Regions from separate parts of the Mus musculus genome. Here region 2 is linked to region 1. Evidence: chromatin contacts called from public promoter capture Hi-C data. All regions are on one chromosome and are shown on one strand. Each heading gives the region's core, a stretch centred on a gene start, on an enhancer-like site or on the middle of the called end of the contact. The rest is flanking DNA. Distances are from core to core; before and after follow the strand shown. Region 1 has its middle 40 kb from the start of Gm46750. Region 2 holds the start of Ube2e3 (ubiquitin-conjugating enzyme E2E 3).

What was found. Promoter capture Hi-C pulls out the DNA fragments that hold promoters and counts their contacts.
Region 2: a promoter capture Hi-C map of second pharyngeal arch cranial neural crest shows a contact between it and region 1, with 6 times the contacts expected there. The contact joins the promoter of Ube2e3 here to the enhancer-like site in region 1. A contact is called at or near these places in 6 of 39 promoter capture datasets (the 3T3-L1 cell line, 3T3-L1-derived adipocytes, cranial neural crest and 3 more), 6 of 115 datasets of contacts at active chromatin or transcription factors (astrocytes, bone marrow-derived macrophages, embryonic limb bud and 3 more) and 1 of 9 other capture datasets (macrophages).

The regions. Positions count from the first base shown.
Region 1 is chr2:78,343,970-78,350,842 of GRCm38.p6, reverse strand. No RefSeq gene overlaps it. Among named protein-coding and RNA genes, the nearest start is that of Gm46750, 40 kb to the left of the region's middle. Within about 2 kb of position 2,677, at least 2 of the 459 cell types and tissues checked have an H3K27ac peak or open chromatin away from gene starts, as enhancers often do. A contact at or near this core is called in second pharyngeal arch cranial neural crest, where this site is marked.
Region 2 is chr2:78,864,925-78,871,797 of GRCm38.p6, reverse strand. Ube2e3 (ubiquitin-conjugating enzyme E2E 3) reads right to left here and starts at 2,751. Exons shown (of 6, transcript NM_009454.2): 1 at 2,393-2,751; 2 at 1,120-1,341. The coding sequence starts at 1,313.

The DNA of each region.
Region 1 (6,873 bases), core at 1,428-3,927:
CCAAGTCTTTCCCTCCCCAGATATGCTGGGAGTTAAGGTTTCCTTCTGATCCTATGTGGCATGCCTGGAATGGGTTGATGTAAAACCTTCACTACTATCTTCCATGTGTCTGATCCATCCTGGACACAGAAATTTCCCAGGCAGCAGTCTGTGAGTTCTTCATAAAAGCTTTTGGTGGCATGTGGTGGGGGCAGTGTATTCAATGATGAAGTAGGGTCCGGTACTTGATTTTCAACTATCTTTCTGGTGTTGCACTCTATCATATTTGCTACACTCTTCTATGTGAAGCTGAAATCTTCAATGAGTTCATGTAGCATGACAGATTGAAAGAGAAAATACAATAAAGATGTTCACTGTTATTTGTAAAGTTCACCCCAAATAGAAAACATCACATTTATAAAAAGTTCATGTGTATCAAGGATATCGGTGAACACATTTTCTTCCAGTGGTAACAAACATTTCCTCAGTGCCATAAAGCGGGAAGGACAAATATATGACTTTCCTAGGTCCGGAGGAAATGGAGAACCGCATTGGAACAGACTTGAATTCAAAAGCCTGCTGTCAACTCCAAACAGGTGTTCTTTTGATGGCTTACTGGATAAAAACACTTCTTATTCATCACAAATCTAGAAGTTTCATGTTTAGTCTTTAACTCTAAATTTTGCTTCGTGACCTGGCACAGAATGAAGAAAGCACAGAGGCCGTGTTTCATAGCACTGTTTAGGAGTGGTTCCGGGAAGAGATTAATAAAGGTTTAGCTGGGCTTTTTACCTTATGCCAGAGAACACTTTTGCATGGAAGGAATAAAACCCTTCTCTCTGTGATCAGTAGAAATAAAATATGCACACATTATTAGAACATGGAACTATCTATCTCTTCTCTCTTATTTCCCCAATTCATATTTGCAAGCAATGGAATGTGATGCCTGAAGGCACAGAATATGGCCACAAAGGAACCAAAGACTATTTTGAAAATCCGTGTTCTGGGGCCTAGGGAGATGTCTCAGTCAGTAAAATGCCTTTCATGCAAGTATGAGAACCTGAGTGTAGACTTTAAGTATTCACATAAAATCTGTGCATGATGACACGTCTGTGACGCCTGTGTTGGGGCATGGGTGTAAGCAGAGGCGGGTAGATACCTGGAGCTCATTAGCAATCCAACCTAAGTGTATCAGTGGACTCCAGACCATTGAGAGTTCCCTGGATATAACTGTTTCCTCTTCCTCATCTGGTTCCGCAAGAGAATCTTAAATCGTCCACAAGGATACTGCAGCATAGATATTTGAATTCTATCCAAAAATAGGTACCATGTGGTTTAAGCTTAGTCTGGGAGGGGGGGGAAGGGGAGAGCAGAAAAAGCTTGTGCAGGCTCAGTTCTAGGTACTGCGAACTTGTTATCCTAAAAGCAGGTAACACAAGCTCTGGGGAATACCTCTTCTTAGCCATGTCCTTACTGTTTCCATGAAAATCAAGATGGAAGAGCCCAGTGTCCTCTACCTCACCTGATCCATGGCAATAATTTCTCTTTTTTTGGTCCCCAGGGTTGCAGTGCTAGTGAGAAGGATTTTTTTAAAGAAACAAATGCTAATTGCATTTCTTGTCTTTTTTAAATAAACTGTTCTTGGCAGGTAGGTAGTATAGTCTGTATCTACTCCAGCAGTTCCTGTCCAACATAATCCAGAGGAAAAGATCAATAGACTGCAGCATGGCTTCAAATGAAATGGGCTGGTTACCAAATCCTTGTAACACATTGATTTGTGAGTTATTTATTCAAGTTCACTGAAGAAGCAATTTACAAATCACCTTTCACTGCCTTGATTCAGCACTCTGAAGTAAATAAATATGGTCTCTCCACTGGGCTTTTAGTGAAATGTCAGTTTGGCCTAAATAGACGATGCTGAATTTAAGTTATAAATCTAACTCTATTTTACTATATCTGGAGCCCACTCTGTCATTCTATTGTTCCTTAGATCAGTGTGAAAGCTAGAGGTACATTAGTAGAACAAAGTGAAAAGGAAAAGTTTCGACAGCTTTTTGACACCATAATAAATTTCAAACAAAGCAATCTAGCTTTAATATTTAAGACGTCGGCTTAGTTGTCTTAAGTAGTTAATTAGTTAAATGTCTGAGTAGAGAAGTGTTTCTTACCTTCACTCATTCTTAGTTTTGACCACTGATGAAAGCACACTCTCTTATACTGGCTTTAAATTAGAAATCAGTAGTTTTTCACAAAAGCCTGGTCATCATCTTTTTTATTATTCTATATTTAAAAGTAACTCATCACTACATACACTGGCATATGTCATGGTCTATACAGACTTTTTCAATACTCCATCTATCATATCAAAAAAGATAGCATTTATCCTCCTTTATAAAGACGTGGAGAAGACTTATTCCATAGAAACTACACTCACGTTATTCTGTTGTTAAAGGAATCACCGCACTGCAAGATAGCTAGAAGAAATTATCTTGTATTTATCAAGTAATTAACTATTTAGAAAATTAATCAACTGGAAGAATCAGAGGTTAAAGATATGAAAGGAAGTCATGGTTGGTTATACAAAAATAACAAATTGACCTAAAGGTTAATCAGTGAAAATTATTCCCAGAAAACCTCCTGTTACATGAATTTATAAAACCAGATTATACGGCACATAAATGCCTTGTAAATTATTCCCACATGTTTCTTTGTATTTCTCCCATGTTGGAGCAGAGCTTAATAAGAAATCCCAGAGTGCCATGCACTACTCCCAAAAGTTATTTGAAAATCAGAATGATTCCAATAATTTTGTTCACAATAATAATTGTTTTTTTTCTAGTTGGAATAGATGCAGCATTTGAAAAATATTGACAGTAAGGTAGGCAGATGCAAGCTTATATAACAACACATCTACACTTAAAGAAAATGGAGACATAAAACCAAGGTTTTATTGTACCGATTCATCCCTCAGGCTTGTGGGTACAAATATGTCCATCTTTTAGACAAAAAACAAAACAAACAAAAAAAAAACAAAAAAAAGCAAAAAAAAACAAAAAACAGAAAATAAATAATGGAAAAGATGCAGGGGAATGTTGGGCCATGCCAGCTCACTATTTTCTTGTTGATGAGTAAAGAAAATGTGCTTGTCTTGGATCTAAAGAGAATGTTGCCAATGAAAGATGTTTTCATGCATCTGCCATCCTCCTTTCTTTAGAACATCAATGGTGCATTCAGAATGCTGAGCAGGCAACAGGGACACCCTGGTCAAGGAGAGCACAAAGACTCACAGGGTAGGAGGAGCTGAAGTGGACAGCCAACCATTCACATCAAAAGAGCATGCAAGGCATTCCGAAGATAAACCAAGTCTGTGAAAATCTATCAAGAATGGCTGTGTACGTGAAAGTGCCCACTGTTTGGCTCCATGAACATAGTAAGGGCAGTGGGTATTCAACTATAAGAACCTTGAAAAGTGTAAGTATTATGAAACAAGAGAAACATCTCATTCATTAAAAAGTATTCTCTCCTAAAATTGTGAACAGTTTTGATGACATTAACTATTTCCAAGTAAAGAGGAAATGGAAAGTTGACAGTGATAGCCAACACAATAAACAGCTTTAAAAATTCTAATATGGAGCTGGAGAGATGTCAGCACTTAAGAGCATTTACTGCTATGCAGGAGACCGGAGTTTGATTCCCAGCACCCACATCGGGCAGTTTACAAATGCACTGAACTTCTCTTGAGAGTCCTATATGAACATAAACACATACAAACATACACACTTACACATACAGACACACATATGCATGCGCACACACACATATCCATACTCATATCCACATGCATATACATATATGTGCTCATGCACATACACACACTGATGAATAAAAATAAAATTAAAAAATCTCATCTGAATCGAGATTCTAGTTTAGCATATTGGATCTGATAAATATCAAAAACCTATTTGCTGTTTTCACAAAACCCTTGTCTAAAAAACTCTTCTAGGGTCTGTGACGGCTACAGAGCTGAAACAAAAGAACGTGGGCAGTTGAGTTGGCCTATCCCTGAGCACAGTGAACAATCTAATCTCTACCTTACCTGAACATGTTCAATCAATGCTCTTCACAAAATAAACAGGGGAACGTAAGTTGTAAGGGTTACACATTTGCCCTTTACTCTTTCTGGGAAGAAGTCACAATAGATATTGCATAGCTCATGTAAAGCTTATTATACACACTTGAACTACAAACATAATTCTGTGATTTTTTTTAGAGACATATCAATTTTAAACCCCCCATGAAAGAAGAGATATATTCAGTGGAGTTTGATTTTATTTTATTTCTTCTTAAAATTGTATCAAAGCACCAAGGTGTTTTTATATTCCCAAGCTATAAAAACTGAGAAGGGAGATATAGATTTGGGAATCCTTAAATAACCTGGGTCCAGGATAAAGGCTAACCTTGCAATAACCCTAAGTAAGCTCTGTCCTGGAGGTATAGGTAATTCTACACAGCTTTCTGTGACCCCCACTGACCTATAGATAATTCACAGAAAGTCTTCTTTGTGCTTTTGCATCATCCCTGGGCTTAGCTTATAAAATGAACAAGGTGTGTTTTCTCTCTAATGCCCACCATCCTGCATCTGTGCCAACTGAGCCATATCCCCAATCCCTGGCACATATTTCTAAAGCTCTCTGGACAAAATAGCCTTCAAAATGAGATTACCAAAAGATGACCATTTATTTTAGATACATAGATATTCATTGATACTTACTTGAGACGTCTACATGCATATAGATGTCCTAGCATACATCATATGTATATTGTTATGCTTTAGCTTTTGAATTCATGTCACCAAGTTTAGTGGAATATCAATGCAATATAATAAGTAACTAGTTCCCGAAAAGATCATCTGAGCTTAAATTTTTGATATTTAAAATCTTTCAGGAAAGAGAATTTTTTAAAAAAAAATTCTGAGTTAGACCTAAAGATTCAAAAACAATTATGGTTTCTACTTTTAAATGTCACCTTATTCTGAGAATTTTGCTTTTAATGATAAGCAGAAATTTCTGAAGACATATAGCCTCAGTCATGACCTCAGACAGGAAGGGAGAGCACACTGCCTAGCATGTACCCAGGAGAGATGGCCTGCAGAAGAAATGTCAGGAACAAGGATTTCTCTGAGCCCATCATTGCCAGGCACCTGTGCTCCAGGTGTCTCTCCTGTCACCTGGGAGCAGGCATGTTGCCATGTCAGCAGATTAGTATTAGAACTGAAGGCAAAGAAATGATGTAGAGTATGTATTTCAATCCTGAGTGTGGAGACTTGGAGTCCCAACTGGAACCGTGTCCATTGCTTTCTAAGCTTGTATCATACTAGAGATTGGACTAGTATGCAGAATGCAGCTTTTCAGAGAACTGGCGTTCAGGGAAAATATACATTCACAAAGGGAAGGACATGTTTTATGTGACAAGTCAGGAGTAAAAGAAAAATACCAAATAATACTTGAGGAAATTTCCTAAGTATATTATCTCTACTAAAATGATATTTAGGAGGTGTAAGAAGGAACGTTTTCATTCCATGGATGCATTGTGTCAGAACCACTGGAATTCAAAAACCCTATGGATTCCTAACATGTCAGACCATCTTTCATCTTTTCTAAGCATCCTGGTCAAACAAATCCCAGAGCTGAAGTAACTCTGGGGATAAAATCAAATTCCATTTTTAAGTCCACATGTTCTAAGACATACTTCCAGTTCATATTACCACTCTAGACAGTACTATATATTTTGAAAGTAAAATTTCCTGGCATTTCATTGATTAATAGCATCCACTGGCCAGTTATTTCAGAATATAAAAATGTAGTATGCTGTGTTACTTTGTATTTAAATATTTACCTAATATCATTATCATTATACAATTATTTAAATGCTCATTTCATGTTTTATTCAATATTCTGGCCAATCAGCATTATAAATCAGTGGCTATATTTGGGAGGCTCCATTTAAAGAAAGATGATCCATTTTTTCACTGCCCTGGCACAACAATCCACAAGAGTCTTCTTAAATAGTCCATGTTTTGTGACTAGCTCGGGAAAGAAAGATAATTTTTATCCTCATCAAAAAATATACTGATTGTTTTGCCTAGTCAATCATGCATTGTTTAAAAGTTCATTTATAATGCCCATGGTTGATATACAAGAGGAATGTTAGCACATTATCCAGTCAGTGGAATCTCTTATTTCTGATCCATACATTCAGTTAATTGTATTACTGAGCACACATAGTACCCCGTGCTGAGATTCTGCTATCACTTATGCGTGAGAATTAAGAACAGTGCTGGAGATCTTGGGTGCAAACCCGGTGGATGGTCCCAGGTCCCCAGAGAACTCTCTTCAACACAGATGCCCAAGCACACCTAGGATCTTGGGATCACTGGCCTATGAAGAGATTGAGGTATCCAAAGAGTTTGGAATGTCTACAGGATATTTAAATAAAACTTTAGTATTAAAAAAAAATAGAAGAACAGTACTGGATTCCAATGCACAACTGGAACATTTTGTACTCATGATAGTTGTCTCCAAACCTAAGAGCTCTGCCTATGTTCTAAGATACCCCTTGAGATTTTCTCCTTAATAACATACTCCAGTAACACAAGACTACAGAATTAATACTACAATACTGGAGGAAGTAGCACAGGAAATTGGATGGCTACACAGTGATGAGAGAAGAGAGTAATACTAGCGAGAGAAACATCCCATGCATGCAAATTGCTAATCTGTTCACCATTGCTGTTTGGACTGGACTAGCTATTGTTTCTCCTTTCTAGGAGTCTAGGCTTAAATGTGGAACCTCAAAGCTGCACTCAGTATCTTCTTCAAATAGAACTTTCCATGG
Region 2 (6,873 bases), core at 1,502-4,001, 520 kb before region 1:
AGCAAAAGTCAACTGGCTGGTTTTCTTCAAATTCAGGGCATTTTTCAAAACTGAGAGCGTGCTTAATACGTTCCTCCAGGAGAGTGCAACAAACTGGACACTTCAGATTATTTCAAAGGCTGTTCCTGGTTAATAAAATACTCTAAAGCTGCTAGCACTTCAGCGATGGTTTAGATCCAGACAAAAAGTTTGAATCACAATAAAAATGTAACATATGATCAGTCTTTACATTTTTCTTCCTCCATTTATGTCCAATAAAAACCAATGAAACACCTGTCCTGGGTAAGGCAGGCACATTTCACCTTAATCACTAGTTTCTCTAGGTATCCCAACACTGCTACCACTTGGAGCCCCATTGACAGGATCTGTTCAGTCACCACAGAAAATAGAAGTCAACAGAGAAGAACTGATCTCTCACTTGGACTCAGAAATGTTCCCCCTGTTGTTAACCTGCCAAGCTCATCCACAATGCTGGAGCTACGCAGAGGAAGGCCGAGGGTGTTTTCAGTCACTGGGTGACACCTAAACTGTAACAGCTACTTCCGAGTTGTATCTGCCCTCACGAGGAGGTGGGATAGCAGTAACTCACTCAGTCACACCTGTGCCACATGATTTAAAGTCCTCTTCTTACAGATTGTAAGCCAATTTAAAGCACACATTAAGAACTGCTTCCCACTAGAGCCAAGCCTGGAGTTTACCAATTTTCTGGTAAATATTGTTATTTCTGACAATTCCGTTTTCTGGAGAGAAGCTCTGCTGATCTCTAGAACTGTCAACTTCACTCACACATGACTCACAGAAGGAAACCTCTCCTACAAGCCATTTCACTGGGACTCACCAGATTTCCCTTGCCAAGCCCTTCATCTGTCAGAATGAGTGCCCAGCTCTTCTTGAGGCCATCCTCGAGTCACCACAGCACAGAACAAAGTCTGCTGGCTTTAGAGTCGATAGTTGCAGGGAAACTGCGTGGCTATACCACACACAGAATGACAGCCCACTCAAGTTCACATACGTTTGATGGAGAACTATTTCTGAACTATTGCCACTGAAGTTAAGCCAGCAAAAGCCACCAATGGGAAGGGGACCTGACCGTGTGAGTCCTCCCCTTGTAGACATTACCTTTTAGCACTAGTGGATAACTTAGCAGTCGTTTTGCTAGAGAGTTTGGTGTTTTTCTTCTGCTGGGTGGCAGAAGGTTTTCTTTCTTCCTGTTCCTCGGGCTCTGGAGCGGCAGGGTCTCGCTGATCTGCATCTGAACTGCCACTGCTGGTGCTAGGGCTCTCATCATCCGACCTTTGCCTGTCACTGGACATCTTGGTGAACTTATCTCTGGGAAAACTTCTAAGGAGAGAAGAGACCCATGGAGAAACATTAGATCTTTAAAAAAAAATAGCAGCATGCACTTCTCAATAAGCACCTTTGAGAGTATTTTATTGAAAAGGATTCGAAAGTCCCTGTACTTAGGGTGCAGCACGTTACAGGGAATCTGATACGTATCATAATTTATAATGCAGGCGTTGAGGGATTTACCAAAATGCAAGTTGGAAAACCCACTCACATTTTTTTCCCATCCCTTGGACAATCTATCAATTGTCTACTTTCTCAGAAGGCATGAAACAGATTTGCCAGGGAACTTGGGCAACGGGCATTAATAACATATGACAACTGTAAATAACAGATCTCGCCGAGAATGTTCAGAAGTCACTAATACCGTCTAAATATTTACAGGCTGACACCGGTCTGAGCGATCAAATCCTCCTTCCCAGAGGAAAAACATACCCCGTTAGTCGCCCATATGCTTATTTACGGTGACGGGGTCCTCCCGTGCGCACCGAAAGCCTTTGAACACAGCACTCGAATTTAAAAAAAAAAAAAAAATCAACTGGCAGCCGCCCCACAGCCGTCCCCACGGCCGGCGGCGAGGATTCACCGGGCCGAGCCCGAGCTGCCACCCGGGGAAGGGCAGGCTCCAAACTGCACCTTCTGCAAAGCTCCCGGTGCCATCGACGTTCCCCGCTCAATTCCTCCCTCACCGACCGACATTTTGTTATTTTAAAAAAAAAAAAAAAAATCCGCAAAGCGGCCAAAACCCCGAGGGCAAAACAAACAAACAAACAAAAGCCCTCCCCCACCCCCCACCCCCAGAAGTGCAACAAATTGGCGCGGCCCGCCCCGGGGCGAGCACTGGGCCACGCAGCTCCGCGGTCCTTTGTGGGGAGGGCCGCGCAGGGGACCGCGCCACTGCGCCCGCCCGCCGGGGGATGCGGGACCCGCCGCCCCGCGCCGCTGACTGACTAGCGCGGCGGACTGAGGAGCGCGGCGCCCGGCGCGAACAAAGCTGCCGCCCCCGCCCCCGCCGCCCCCCACGCGGGCCCCGGCCCCGCCGCCTTACCTCGGCCGCCCGCCCGGCCCGCTCGTGCGCCGCTACGCTGTGGGGGAGGGAGAGCGCCGAGGAACCTTCCTTGAGGAAATGGAGGCAGCCTGGGGGGGGCACCGGGGGGGCGGGAAAAGAAGCCGCCGCCGAGGCTCCGGCCCGGGAGTGTGGAACATCGAAAGTCGCAGGCGGCCGTGCAGTGCCGCGCTGCGGCCGGAGGGTGGCGCCGCCCCGCGCTCCGGGAGCCACGGTGGGGTGGGCGCTCTGCCGGCCGAAGGCGAAGGCGCAGGGACGCGGGAGCCCCCCGCGCGCTCAGCCTCCCGCCGCTGCGCTCGGCTCGGCTCGGCTCGGCTCCTCCCGGTCGCGCAGTCAGCAAGTTCCGAGCGAGCGGGCGGGCGGGGGAGGGGCGGGCGCGGCGGCGCGCGTGCTCGCTGCTTGCCTGGCGGAGGGGGCGCGAGCGGCTCCCGCGCGCCCCCGCGCGAGCGCGCTCCCGCTGCGCCTTCTTTTTTTTTTTTTTTCCGCCGGGTGGGGGGTGGCGGGCGGGGGGTGGCGGAGGTTGGGGAGCTGGGGGGCGGGGGGGCAGATGCGCACGCGTCCGCCCGCGCGCGGCCGGGACAAAGAGCGCGGCGGGGACCGGCGGGCTGGCCCCTGCGCCCTTGGCCGCCGAGCTCGTACTGGAAGAGGAGGACGAGGAGGCGGGGGCGGGGGCGCGGTCTCGCGGGGCCGCGGGTGGCTTCCGGCCTGAGCCCGCCTCCGGGCCGACGCTGCCCAGTGGACTACCCGCCCCTGAGGTTAGGGGCCGGCGGTTACCCCGGGAATCCCGTACCTGAGCGAGAACCCTGGCGCGTGACTGGGGCTTCCCCGGTGCCCCGAGAGGCAGGCGATGAATGGTGTTATTGAGGAGGCCAGGCACGCAGGCAAAGGAAAGCTGCTTCTGGCCCCTCTGAGCTGAAGGAAGTAGCAAGGTAGAGTCCTGGGCTTCTGAGCGAGGTGAATAGGATTTTGAGACCAGGGGACCTACCTCGGCTAATCTCTGGCTCCCGTCCTGCAATGGCGCTGCCAAAAGGGGACTGCCCTCTGGACGCTTTGGAAACTTACAAAATCCCAAACTGTGTTTTAAATGTCCCGCTCAAGATGTAAAAAGTGGAGTGAGGAAGTTTAGGGGCAATAACCCGATGTGTCTGGCGGCGGGCTCTGCTTTGCGAGAGAGAGAGAGAGAGAGAGAGAGAGAGAGAGAGAGAGAGAGAGAGAGAGAGAGAGAGAGAGAGAGAGAGAGAGACCACTTCTGGATAGAGAAGCCATGGAGGGACTGACTCTATATGACACTGTCCTCATTAAAAGTTTTAGATAGGAATCAGGAAGGTTGCTGGTTTACTCCTGCCTTGCTTTTTGCGGAATCTTCCAAGTGGAGTCCAGTTTTGCCCCAAGCACAAAATAGACAGAAGTCCAGAAACTTCCTGTTTGCCGCTCCTGAGACCATGTTCCAGTGATGGAACCTCGAAGGAATTTGTGCATTCCTCTCTCAAGAGTGTTCAGGGCCAGGGGTCCTGGGAGGAGGAGTTCACAGAAGAAACTAGAATGGCGGAGCCATAAGACATGAGCCAATGCTCAAGAGAAAGGAAAATGAAAAGAAGTGAGCCAACATACTATTTTTCCTCCAAATAGAAGAGCTTTGGTAAAAAAAAGAAAAAAAAAATACTCGAAACTATAAATAAGTCACATCTGTAACGTTTCAAAGATACAGATTCAGTGAACTTACACAAGCGAGCTATATCCTGGTATATGCTAAGCACATAAACTGCTTCGTGTGTCCAGAGCCGTCTCCTTACTCCCTCCCCGACAAGAGCTCTGCCAAGTGACTGGAAAGAGACCCCATTATTGACATTCACCTGGATGGGGAGAAGGGTGTTCCAGTTTGAACAGAGTCATGTGTGAAGAGGGATAATGGTCTGTTTGTGGATCAATCCCCCAACACTTCGATTTGACAGAATGAAAGGGAGCAGATGGGCAGGGTCTGAATCAGACATCTCCCAACTTTACATTAAGTAACACTCTTAAGTAACTTTACATTAAGTAACAGACACTGCTTGAGTAGCAGGCAGCCAGTGTTGAGTCTGGGCATTGTTGTGGATGCAGCTTGGCTGTGTGTTAAAAGGTGAGAGGCTCAGGGAAATTCAATACCCTAGAAATAGCCTGAAGGCCCAAAGGCTAATTGTTAACAAAAAGTCCATGAATCTTTGGCGAGTTTGGTTTCATGGAGCCCAGATCGATGGAGTATTTGGGAACTACCAAATTCTTAAGCAGTTGGGAATGCACTTGTTCTGCTCAGTGTGTAGTTGGTCAGAAAGCAAATAGATAAAGACTAAGAAATACTGTATTACAGGAGAAAGAAAATGAGATTGGAGAGTGAGAGCAACTGTGTACAAAGTAGAGAGGTGTCCTGTGCTAGGTCCACAGGACCTAGAGAGGTGTCCAAATATGTGACAACCTTTATGTAATAAAAGTTTCTTTAAAGTTAAACAACTGAGTTATTAATGCAGCTCAGAGTTGTGGTGATGGGCTTGAACCAAGACAAGTTATATTAGACTGAGCCTGGAGGGATCTGTAGGCCTGGAGAAAGTATATACAATAAAGAAAACGTTCTTGGTAAAATATCTGAAAACCATTTGGGGATATATAGCTCAATAAAAAAGTGTTTGCCCACATGCTCATGGGCCTGGATTTGATCCCTAACACAGGGCAAAGGGAAAGCAAGAAAAAGAACTTACTAGGCATGTAACAGGTAGTACTTTCCATGTCGTTAAGCTAGGAAGACCATTGAAAGGATCTGTAAGGTTAGAGAAAGAAGCCTCTGCCACTACAAGACTAAGTACTCAGACACACACACACACACACACACACACACACACACCCATTCAGTTTACTAACGGGGCTGGTCAGGTGCTTTTTCTAGCTGTCCTTCAAAGTACCATGATGTTACCTCCCTGACCCAGGAGCAACTCTTTTTTTTTTTTTTTTTTTTTTTTTTTGGGTTTTTGAGATAGGGTTTCTCTGTATAGCCCTGGCTGTCCTGGAACACACTTTGTTGTGTGTTGACTAGGAGCAACTCTTAAATTATGAACTGTTGGTTTGGGTAAGAGCCAGGTGTGGTGGCGCACACCTTTAATCCCAGCACTTGGGAGGCAAAGGCAGGCAGATTTCTGAGTTCGAGGCCAGCCTGGTCTACAGAGTGAATTCCAGGACAGCCAGGGCTACACAGAGAAACCCTGTCTCGAGAAAGTCCTTCCTCACAAGGCACCCTACTTTGTACTTTTTCTATTTGTTTTTGCAATGTCCATGTTTGAAATTAGAGATCATCATGATGAATAACCACTTCCGGTGATATATAAGTTCAAAGTAATACACATTATCCCCTAAAATACATAGCAGTTCCCCTACAAGATGCCCACAAAGTAGTACCAAGAAGCAGACATCAGCTACATGATGATTGACATCCCCTCCATCCCAACTTCCTTCTGTCGCTTTCCTTGTGTGTCTCTGTCTCTCTCCCTCCCCACCTCCCCTCTCTCTCACTCTCTCACTCACTTTCTCATTAGTATGGGGTCCTGCCAGCCTCTCACAGCCCTAAGAGGATCAGATAGAAGAGCAAAGACACGGAATCAATCCAAGTGCAATGGCTATGACCATTACTGAAACCATCCCCTCTCCCATCAACATTGCCACTCAATGCAAGTATGTTTAATTGTGAGAACAGGCAAGACTCTCACATCCCATCTCCTTAGCTTAGGAGGTGCTTTTCCTGAGGCCTTCCCATGGATCTCAGTGCTTTCTAACTACACACCCATTGTCCATTATTAGTTGCTTAAGAAGTTTCTGAGTTGTGTTATTGTGTAACCTAGGATGAGACTTACAAAGTTAAACCCATAGCAACACACACACACACACACACACACACACACACACACACACTACAGAAATAAAATGCAACCTTCCTGATCTATTCTGCGAATTGGGGGTGGGTTTGCTGCTGTTGCTTCTTTCTACCCTGCAACTTTTCTCAATGCACCTTTCTTCACCTCTTTCTTCTTCGTTTTTTTTTTTTCTTTTTCTTTTTTTCTTTTGACTATTTCTGACACTTTGTAATCACTTGTACCCTTCCGGCCCTAAACTTTTCTCTTTCTATCCCTATTCAGTGAGCTGGATTTGTTTCTTGGGAAGTCAGGTCAACCCAGCTATACTTCACCAGGCTCTGTCCGCCAGAGTATCTGCACTCCTAAAGTCCAGTGACGTGCTTAGCATCAGGGGTCTCTCCAGGACACACTGTGTCACCCCACTGCAGGGCTGAGATCAAAGGCTGGGGATGTGTGTAAGCCTGGGCTTGGCCTCACAGGCGTTAGAACACAGTGATCATGATGTCCTTGCCTTGTTTCTTTGAGATAACTGAAGAATGTTTAGTGCAGAAAGAACTTTTTAAGGAATTCAAATCCTCAAAACAGTGA